Linked DNA regions of Zea mays: all the other regions are linked to region 1. The links are chromatin contacts, called in public Hi-C maps. All regions are on one chromosome and are shown on one strand. Each heading gives the region's core, a stretch centred on a gene start, on an enhancer-like site or on the middle of the called end of the contact. The rest is flanking DNA. Distances are from core to core; before and after follow the strand shown.

Region 1 (2,700 bases), core at 11-2,510:
AGGTTAGAGAACTTTGAAGCACCATATAATCTAATAATATATAGAAATCACAAACACAAGTGAAATGTTGCATTCTGGAAAATGGTGATAGCATCACAAACTAAAAAAAGAATAATTATTTCAGCGAGCTGATGTCACTATGAATGAGCTAACAAATTCAGTTTGATGCATACCTTCCACTCCTTCTGTGGCAGCCCATGGACCTTGGAAGATCGTCCGTCCCTCGAAGTATCTAGCATTTCAAGAAACTCAGAGACTTCTTTTGCCCGCGTTTCAGCAATGAGATCGATGTCACCTGAAAGAGGACACGCAAAAGCACTAGTCAAGAAACACTGAGCAGACAACCATTTTTACATGTAGGCCAGCAAATACGCTACCACAATCAAGGCCTTCAGGTAGCACTAGCGCCCCTACCTTCTCTAATCAGACCATAAAGGCTCAAACGGATCATTGAAAAGAAGAAACGGTACAATCATCAGTGCCATTAATATGCTCATACTCAGTCCAAGAAATAGATGAACCACGCGAGCTGAGCAGAGGAAGTAAAGAGAGCAAGCAAGCACCTTGATCGGAGCCGGGCAGGGACGACGCCAGGATCTGCTTCTTCACCAGCGCCCTGAGCGAGGCCTCCTCCGCGAGGTCGGGCATCGCCAGCGTCCGGTCCAGCCGATCCCGCAGCTCCAGGATCCGCTTCCTCTTCTCCATGGCCGGCGGCAGCCGCTACCAGGAACCTCCAGCTCCTCCGCCCCGCCCTCCCACCTAGCACGCCCCACGACACGACTCTGAAGATGAGGAACTTCTCCAAAGGACAAAGAGGTTAAAATCGCCAGATCGATCAAGCAGGTGAGGCGCAGAAACTAATGTCCCAGTCCCTCCCCCCTTTTTGCACTGTTCCCTGCCGAAGAAAAAGGATCGGAATTTCGGGGTCCCGGATAGGAAAACGCGAGCTTTTATGCCGATGCTCGTGCGTCTCCAGCTATGAAAGGCGGCCGCGGAGCCTCGAGAGTATTTTCCCGAAAGAATCTATCCTAACCCCATACAGTCGGGCTCACGCTGCGGCGGAAGCGAGAACAGGAGAGGAGAGAGCGGCGTCCAAGAAGGACGGGGATTTCGGCCGGCCGAAAGATCCGCGGTCAGTTGGGCGGGGGGCGGGAGCGGGAGTCGCTCACCGCAGGCGAGGACGTCGGGGATGCAACCGGAGACGAAAGACGGGGGAGGAGAGATCACAGAAGTAGCAGACGGCCGCGGAGGGAGGACTGGTAGACTGCTGAATTGCTGATGGTGCTCGGGGAGTCGGGGCTGGGGCCCGCGTGGCCAACAGGCTGATTCCAACAATGCCCCCTGTCATCTCCCATGCTTCTATTCATTTTTAAATACTTCACCTCTTTCATTTCTCTCTATGTCTCTCCCTCTTCAACTATTCTCTTTATTCAGTTTCAGCCCCTTTACCCATTAACTGAGCTATTTACCTTATATACATCATTTTCCAAAGTTTAAAAAAATTATATAATATTTATAGTACCGTAATAAATATTGTTATCAGCTAATTAAATATGAAAAAGATTAATTACGTACTTAATAGCAGTGATTAGTGAATTGGGGAGATTCTGAATAGAGGCGGAGGAGGGTGGACCCTTGGAGCCGGCCGGAGCCGGAGCCCAGGGCACTCTACAGTGAAGTGAATTGAATAGATACAATGGCTAGAGAGAGAGAGAGAGGAAAACAGGCAGAGCCATTGCTCTCGTGTTCTGTTCAAAGTGGCGACTGCCGGAAGCCCCTGTTTGGCCACCCAAACGACCGACGGGAACGGTGATGCTACTGACCAGTGACATGTTAAAGGCGGCCACCACTGTTAGACATAAATAGTCATACTGTTTTCTCGGCTGGACATAGTAGATTTTCAAATATAAATAATATGATAGGTCATCTGATGAGGTCAATCTTACATCCCAAATAAAAATTACGAAGGAATTTTGAAGGATTCAAATCATGTAGAAAAATTTAACTATCCTTTAGAACAAATGATTAAGTTTTTATAAATCATGTAAAACTTCTATGGAATGGACCATTGTAGTTAGATTTTGGAGGATTTTTAACATGAGGTCCAACCTATTGAAAATTTTTCTATGTAATGCAAGTGTCATTCAACTCTTGATTTGTATATTTTTTGTTTCTATCCCTGTGTTTTACCAATGCTGTAATCCAAAGAAGTCCGTAGTGTTTAAAGTATGAACGATGTGATAGATCTTCTGATGATGTCAATCTTACAGCCTAGGTAAGAACAGTACACAAAGTCAGATAACATATTACAATGTACAGTCAAATAACGTATTGATGTAGATAGGAACTGGTGGCCAAGGTTGGAAGATGGAACACGGGTGTCGTTTGGTTCACGAAATGTAACGTAAATAGTAATGGTATTGATTCACACTTGAATACCGGCGGTAACAAGTTTAAATAAGTCGGTATCCATTTTTAGTATGATATCGATTACGATTGGATTTAAACAAACATAATGTAACGTTATTGGTTTGGTTACTCATTACATTAACAATATGTGAACCAAACGGTACCACGGTCTTCTTGGAGTCCGGTCTGTATTGAGATGTAACCAATGTCTCTTTGTTTAGTATTTAATAATCAGCTGGCTCTTTGATGTACCACTAATATCCAGTTGTCCGCTCACACAACATACTCTGT
Region 2 (2,700 bases), core at 76-2,575, 170 kb before region 1:
CGCGACGGAGCTCTTCCAAACGAGTCTGCTGAAATGGCTCTTTAAAGAGAGCAGAAGCCAGTTTAGCTCCTAAGAGCCGGAGCCTAAAAAACCTGCTCTCGCACCGGCTCCTCGCCCATTCCAGTGCGTAGGCACCACGTGCAGCCTCTCCCACCACGCGCAGCCTCTCGTTGGCGTTCAGTAAAGAGCTATTTTGCCAAACGATTTGTAAAAGACATCGGCTCCGGCAGAGAAGCTGCTCCTTTAAAAGAGCAACAGTTGGAGCCAGTTTTAGAGGAGCCAGAGCCCTCCCAAACAGGGCCTAAATCGTCTGGAATGGACCACCCAAAAAGAGCAGCAAGAAACTGTACATGACTATGGGAAGCGGTTGTTTAAAAAGCTTGGCGTAGTCATCCAGAGTTTGTCGGCTGATCCCATCATTCTCATTAATAGTCTGCAAGGCTCTCATGGCTTTCTTAGGGCTTGTTCGGTTAGCTCTCAATCCATGTGGATTGAGTGGGATTGGGTGGGTTTAAATCCCAACCAAGTCTAATTTCTTCACAATTTTTTCCAATCCCATCCAATCCATAGCTAATGGGATTAACCGAACAAGGCCTTAGTGGATATTTTTCCCCAATCTTGTAATTTGAACTCCACTCCCACCCCCGTTACTCGTCGACTGCGTCACGGAGCGGGCTGAGAGACAATATGCTGGCGTTTGGAGCATGAAGGAACCAACAGGATGTTGAAACCTTTTGCGTTAATTTGCTGATGAACTGTCCACGAGCCCCGAGCTCATCTTCCAACGGAACCGCCTCTGCAGCTACAACGTCCAAGACAGAGGTCTCAGACGGAGTCGTAGGATCAACTGCCACGTCCGCAGATGAAGACTGAAACGAGGGGTTAGAAAGGGGTACTCCGTCTTCTGGCAGATCCACCGCCATGGCCGAATTTAAATTGTCTTCAATCTCCAAGGCTTTAGGAGTGATTTCTGTATCTCCAACATTTAATGAGGCCTGGGCATCAAACACAGCTGGCGACAGACCAAGAGACCCCTCGAGTGTCCCCAAGTTAAATGCTGGTGATGTTGTGTCTTCATGGCTCCCAGGAAGGTTTGAATTCCATAATAATGAGTCATATGCCTTATCATGACCTTAAACCAAACTGCGTTTTGTGTGATCATTGCTTTCACCTAAAGGGCCAAGATGATCCAGAGCAGAATGACGGCCACCTGCCGGTGTTGGAGGTGGCAGTCGAGACTAATCAAAAGCTGGTGAAGGTCCTTGTCCATCCGCACTGTCACGTCGGCCACCTGACTGTGGTGGTGGTGGTGGAGGGCCTGAACCGAAGCCGCCAGACCAGAGAGCGACATACCAGAGGTTCGCCACTTTGTATACTAGCGCTCTAACTCCATGGTCGTCGCTCTCAACAGCATGAAACGGCTCAACGATCCACAAATCCCTTGAAGAAGGAATGATATTTGGATTGCAGCACCATGCCAAACATCGAAAACATGCAAGATTATCAATGGATTGAGTGTCTTCATGCATTTGATATACCCAAGCAAAGGGACTTAGCAGCTGCTCAGCTGTAGATAGCTCCCAGGCATGGGCAGGGATTCCTTTGAACTCTACCTCAATCAACTCTGGCATCTCAATCCTGCTGTTGTCATAAGGCGCGACCATCTCTTGCAAATTACCGTGAGAGAACTTGTTCTCATCACATCCCACCTTTTGATCAGGTGATCCACCATGCTAAGTTCTGGAAGAAAAAGTAGGAAACTAGACGAGGAATAATGGCGAATCACCAGAGAATCTTGTGAAACGTCAAGCTTCAGCGCAATCAACTCCGCCACTTCAGAAACAGACACCTAGTCACGGCTTGCCACAACAACAGATAGGATCACCGCGTGTTGTAGGTCTTCCTCTGCCTTACTCATATGAGAATTCCAGGTAATATGCAAGGGAGATGCTCAAGACTAGAAGGAGAGGAGGGCATTGGCCGAGCAGGCATCTTGCTAGCACTAGAACCAACCACAGATGATTTAGCCTGACCTCTAGTCGATCGACGTCGCTTGCGCAGACACTTCCGACGAGGTTGAGCCACATCATCTCCAACATTTGGTGCTGCTGGTTGAGACAAATCCTCCAATGGAGCCTCTGCAGCCAGCCCCTTGTGCTTCGATGAAGAATCCATAGAGCCTCCTCCACCGATACGCTTCCATGCACACCGACACTCTTGGATGATCCCGTATTGCAGGGCACTTCTCTATCCCTGATAAGCGGCTCCACACTGAACCCGAACGCTGAAGTTGTTCTGGCCAGGCCGAGCTCTTGCACGGGCATAAATAAGAACGATGACCCAAACCATGACAACAGAAGCATCTTGGAGGGCAGCGACACTGGAAGGCGAAATGATCCATCGCCAGGCAGTTGAAGCATCGCCCAACCAGGTGCGACGGAACGGGCTTGCGAAGCCAAGGCGTCGTCGCGTTAGCCCTTTGCCTTCGCGAACCCCGGGAGATAACTTTGATCCAACCCATCGCCTTTAGCCGCAAATGAGCGCTCCTGGAGTTTGACCGGCTGCCACACTTTTCGTAACACAGCTGGCAAGATCGACCGACTTCAATGAGCCAGAGCAATCATCGACGTCTCTCCACTGAACGTTCTACCCACATTGCTGCTCCATGTGGCGACACCCGCCGTCTCTGGTGCCACACTT
Region 3 (2,700 bases), core at 156-2,655, 170 kb after region 1:
AAATAAACAAGTTTTGATGGCTGATGATGATGAGAATGAGGTTGATCTTGATGAGTTGTATGCAGCAACAGACAATGAGAAGAAAGTGTCAGAATTGGATCTATACATGAGTGAGGGCCTAGTGAAGGCTAATGAAAGTGATGCACCATTTAATGCCTTATCATGGTGGAAGGGTCAAGTGACAAATTTCCCTATTCTTTCTACCCTTGCTCGTGATGTACTATCAATGCAGGTGTCAACTGTTGCTTCAGAGTCGGCATTTAGCTCTGGTGGACGCGTGGTTGATGCCTTTCGTTCGAAGCTTAAATCTGAAATTATTGAAGCCTTGGTTTGTACTAAGGATTGGAAGATTGCTTCAGAGAAAGGTTTCATTTTATTGTGCATGTGTTCTTGTATTTCTCTATGACTAAATGATGATGATGGTTATTGATATGTTTTGTTGTTCTCTATTGGTTTCAGATTTGGAGTGTGAAATAAAAACTATAGCTGAAGCTATGAATGCTATGGAGGTGGACGATGATGTTGCGACTTGAGATCTTCAAACAAGCATGGATTGCTTGCACTATTTTATGCCATTTGAAAACTACCTTTTATTGTAATAGTCTATTGTGTTGAACTATCTTGTGCTATGTTAGACTCTTGTGTGATGTGAACTTATCGCTATTATATTTGAACTATTGTGTTAGACTATTGTATGCTATGAACTTATTGTTATATTGTCTTGTTGATCTATGGTCTATGTAATGCTATATTGTATGATGTGTTGAATGATGAGAACTTACTGCTATATTATCATGTTGGACTATTGTGTTGTATGATGTGAACTTATTGCTATATTGTCATGTTAGAATATTACATTCCATAATGTAAACTTATTGTTATATTGTCATGATGGACTATTATGTTGCACGATGTAACTATTTTATGCACCAACTGAATTATAGTGAATGATAATCAATGTATGCATTATCCGATAAGTACCCGGTATCTGCATGTATCCGGCTACACAATATCTGTATTCGTCCCTTAGTATGCGCCCGTTTTCACCCCTAGCGGTATCCGCACCGCACGACTCCGCCACTCGACTCCCCCCCCCCCCCCCCCCCCCCCCCCCCCCCGTGGCGCCCCCCTACCTGCCCCCGTCAGGTCCCTAGTGTCAGTGACGGAAGAATTGCGCGGGAAACCCGCTAGTCGATCCCGCGCTCCCGTCCCGTTGTCGCGTCCCTACCCGCCACCACGGCATCCCGACGCGGTTACGAGAAATCCTACTCCACTCCACTGGCCTGTGGCCCCAAAGTCGTCAGTGTATTATAGTCCCACTAGTCATCCGCAGTAATGAAGCGCGGCGGGTGGCTGTCCACTCACCCCAGCCCGCGCATAAACCCACGCACGGCTACACAACCCATGTGACCGTTGTGCTTGCGGCTTCGCTCGTTCCCCTCCACCACTCCGTCTCCTTCCTATTGCTGAGTGCGGCACCCTTGCCTATAATAAACCCCGCCGCACGCCCGCACCGGAGAAGAAAGCTCCCAAGTCCCAATCCACGTTCCTCGCCCCCTGCCGCTCCGGAGAGTCATGGCCACCGCCGTTTCCACCCCCGCGGACCTGTCGCCCACGCCTGCCCCGAGACGGCGGGGCCGGCCGCCGAAGAACCCCGCCCCAGCCGAGGCCCCAGGCAGCCCGGCGGACCAAGCGGAGGTGATTGGGGACTACGAGCGCGAGAGGGACGCGAGGATCCGGGAGAACATGGAGCGGATGCAGAAGCTCGGCATCCTCGACCTCGCGCACACCCTCAGCCACTGCGCCGCCGCCTCGGGTCTGGGTACCGGCAGCGGGCGGTGGCGCCGGAAGCCCGTGGAGCCGGGGTCTGCTGGTGGGGCCAGGGTGAAGCCCGCGTCGCCGGCGCCCTCGCGGAGATCGCTCAGGTACAGCACTGATCGTCTTGTACTGTATATAATGTAGTTTGAATATGGTTACGTGCTGGAGATAGTTAATGGCGTTAACTCCTAGTGCTCCCCACGAGGCACTACACAGTTTGCAGTTCTGCTTTCTGCTCCAAATTTGTTTGCCACATGTCAACGAAATATAGGTTTAATAAACAGTGGATGTAGATGTTCTGCAATCGTACCCCATTGGATCTTTCATGACATTAGCAGTAATCTTTTCGAAACCATTTTTTGTTTTTTTAGGTTGAAGGACGTGGAACCGGTTACCTATCGTGAAATTGAGCCAAAGAAAGAGAAACGCTCTGAAGGTGGCAAAACTGTTTTAATGGAGGTGGGAGCCAAGGAAGAAATATACACTGAAGAGCATGACAAGCTTTTGGGTACATGCAACACTCCTTGGACTCTCTTTGTTGATGGTTATGGCAAAGATGGAAAACGCATTTATGATCAAGTGAGGGGTCAAACCTGTCATCAGTGCCGGTATGTTTCTACTCGAATAACTATTTTTTGAATCAGATGCCTTTGCCATTTGTTATGCTTATCTTTTTTTGAAGGATGAACTTAGTAATCTACTGTGTGACATTTTATATAGAAAAATGAACAAAATACTTACATTACAACTTTAATAACAGTATAACAATGCAATTTTTGTTCTTCTCAATCTCAAGATCATTATTTATATATTGGAACTGTTGGAGTATAAGTGAATTGTCCCTTCACTCTATCAGCTAAAGTTTTTTGTTTGAATTGGTTG

The links. Hi-C and Micro-C count contacts between places; a contact is called where the count stands out from the background.
Region 2: a contact with region 1 is called in a Hi-C map of leaf, with 4 times the contacts expected there. The contact joins the enhancer-like site here to the promoter of LOC100275578 in region 1. A contact is called at or near these places in 3 of 25 Hi-C or Micro-C datasets (ear, leaf and tassel).
Region 3: a contact with region 1 is called in a Hi-C map of ear, with 2.2 times the contacts expected there. The contact joins the promoter of LOC100283394 here to the promoter of LOC100275578 in region 1. A contact is called at or near these places in 3 of 25 Hi-C or Micro-C datasets (ear, leaf and tassel).

The regions. Positions count from the first base shown.
Region 1 is chr4:206,717,732-206,720,431 of Zm-B73-REFERENCE-NAM-5.0, reverse strand. It overlaps LOC100275578, which reads right to left and starts at 1,260. Exons shown (of 11, transcript NM_001149629.3): 1 at 1,170-1,260; 2 at 564-759; 3 at 174-295. The coding sequence starts at 705.
Region 2 is chr4:206,884,841-206,887,540 of Zm-B73-REFERENCE-NAM-5.0, reverse strand. No RefSeq gene overlaps it. Among protein-coding and RNA genes, the nearest start is that of LOC103654516, 36 kb to the left of the region's middle. Within about 2 kb of position 1,325, at least 5 of the 20 cell types and tissues checked have an H3K27ac peak or open chromatin away from gene starts, as enhancers often do. A contact at or near this core is called in leaf, where this site is marked.
Region 3 is chr4:206,549,178-206,551,877 of Zm-B73-REFERENCE-NAM-5.0, reverse strand. LOC100283394 (ubiquitin-protein ligase/ zinc ion binding protein) reads left to right here and starts at 1,405. Exons shown (of 5, transcript NM_001156295.2): 1 at 1,405-1,925; 2 at 2,190-2,426. The coding sequence starts at 1,576.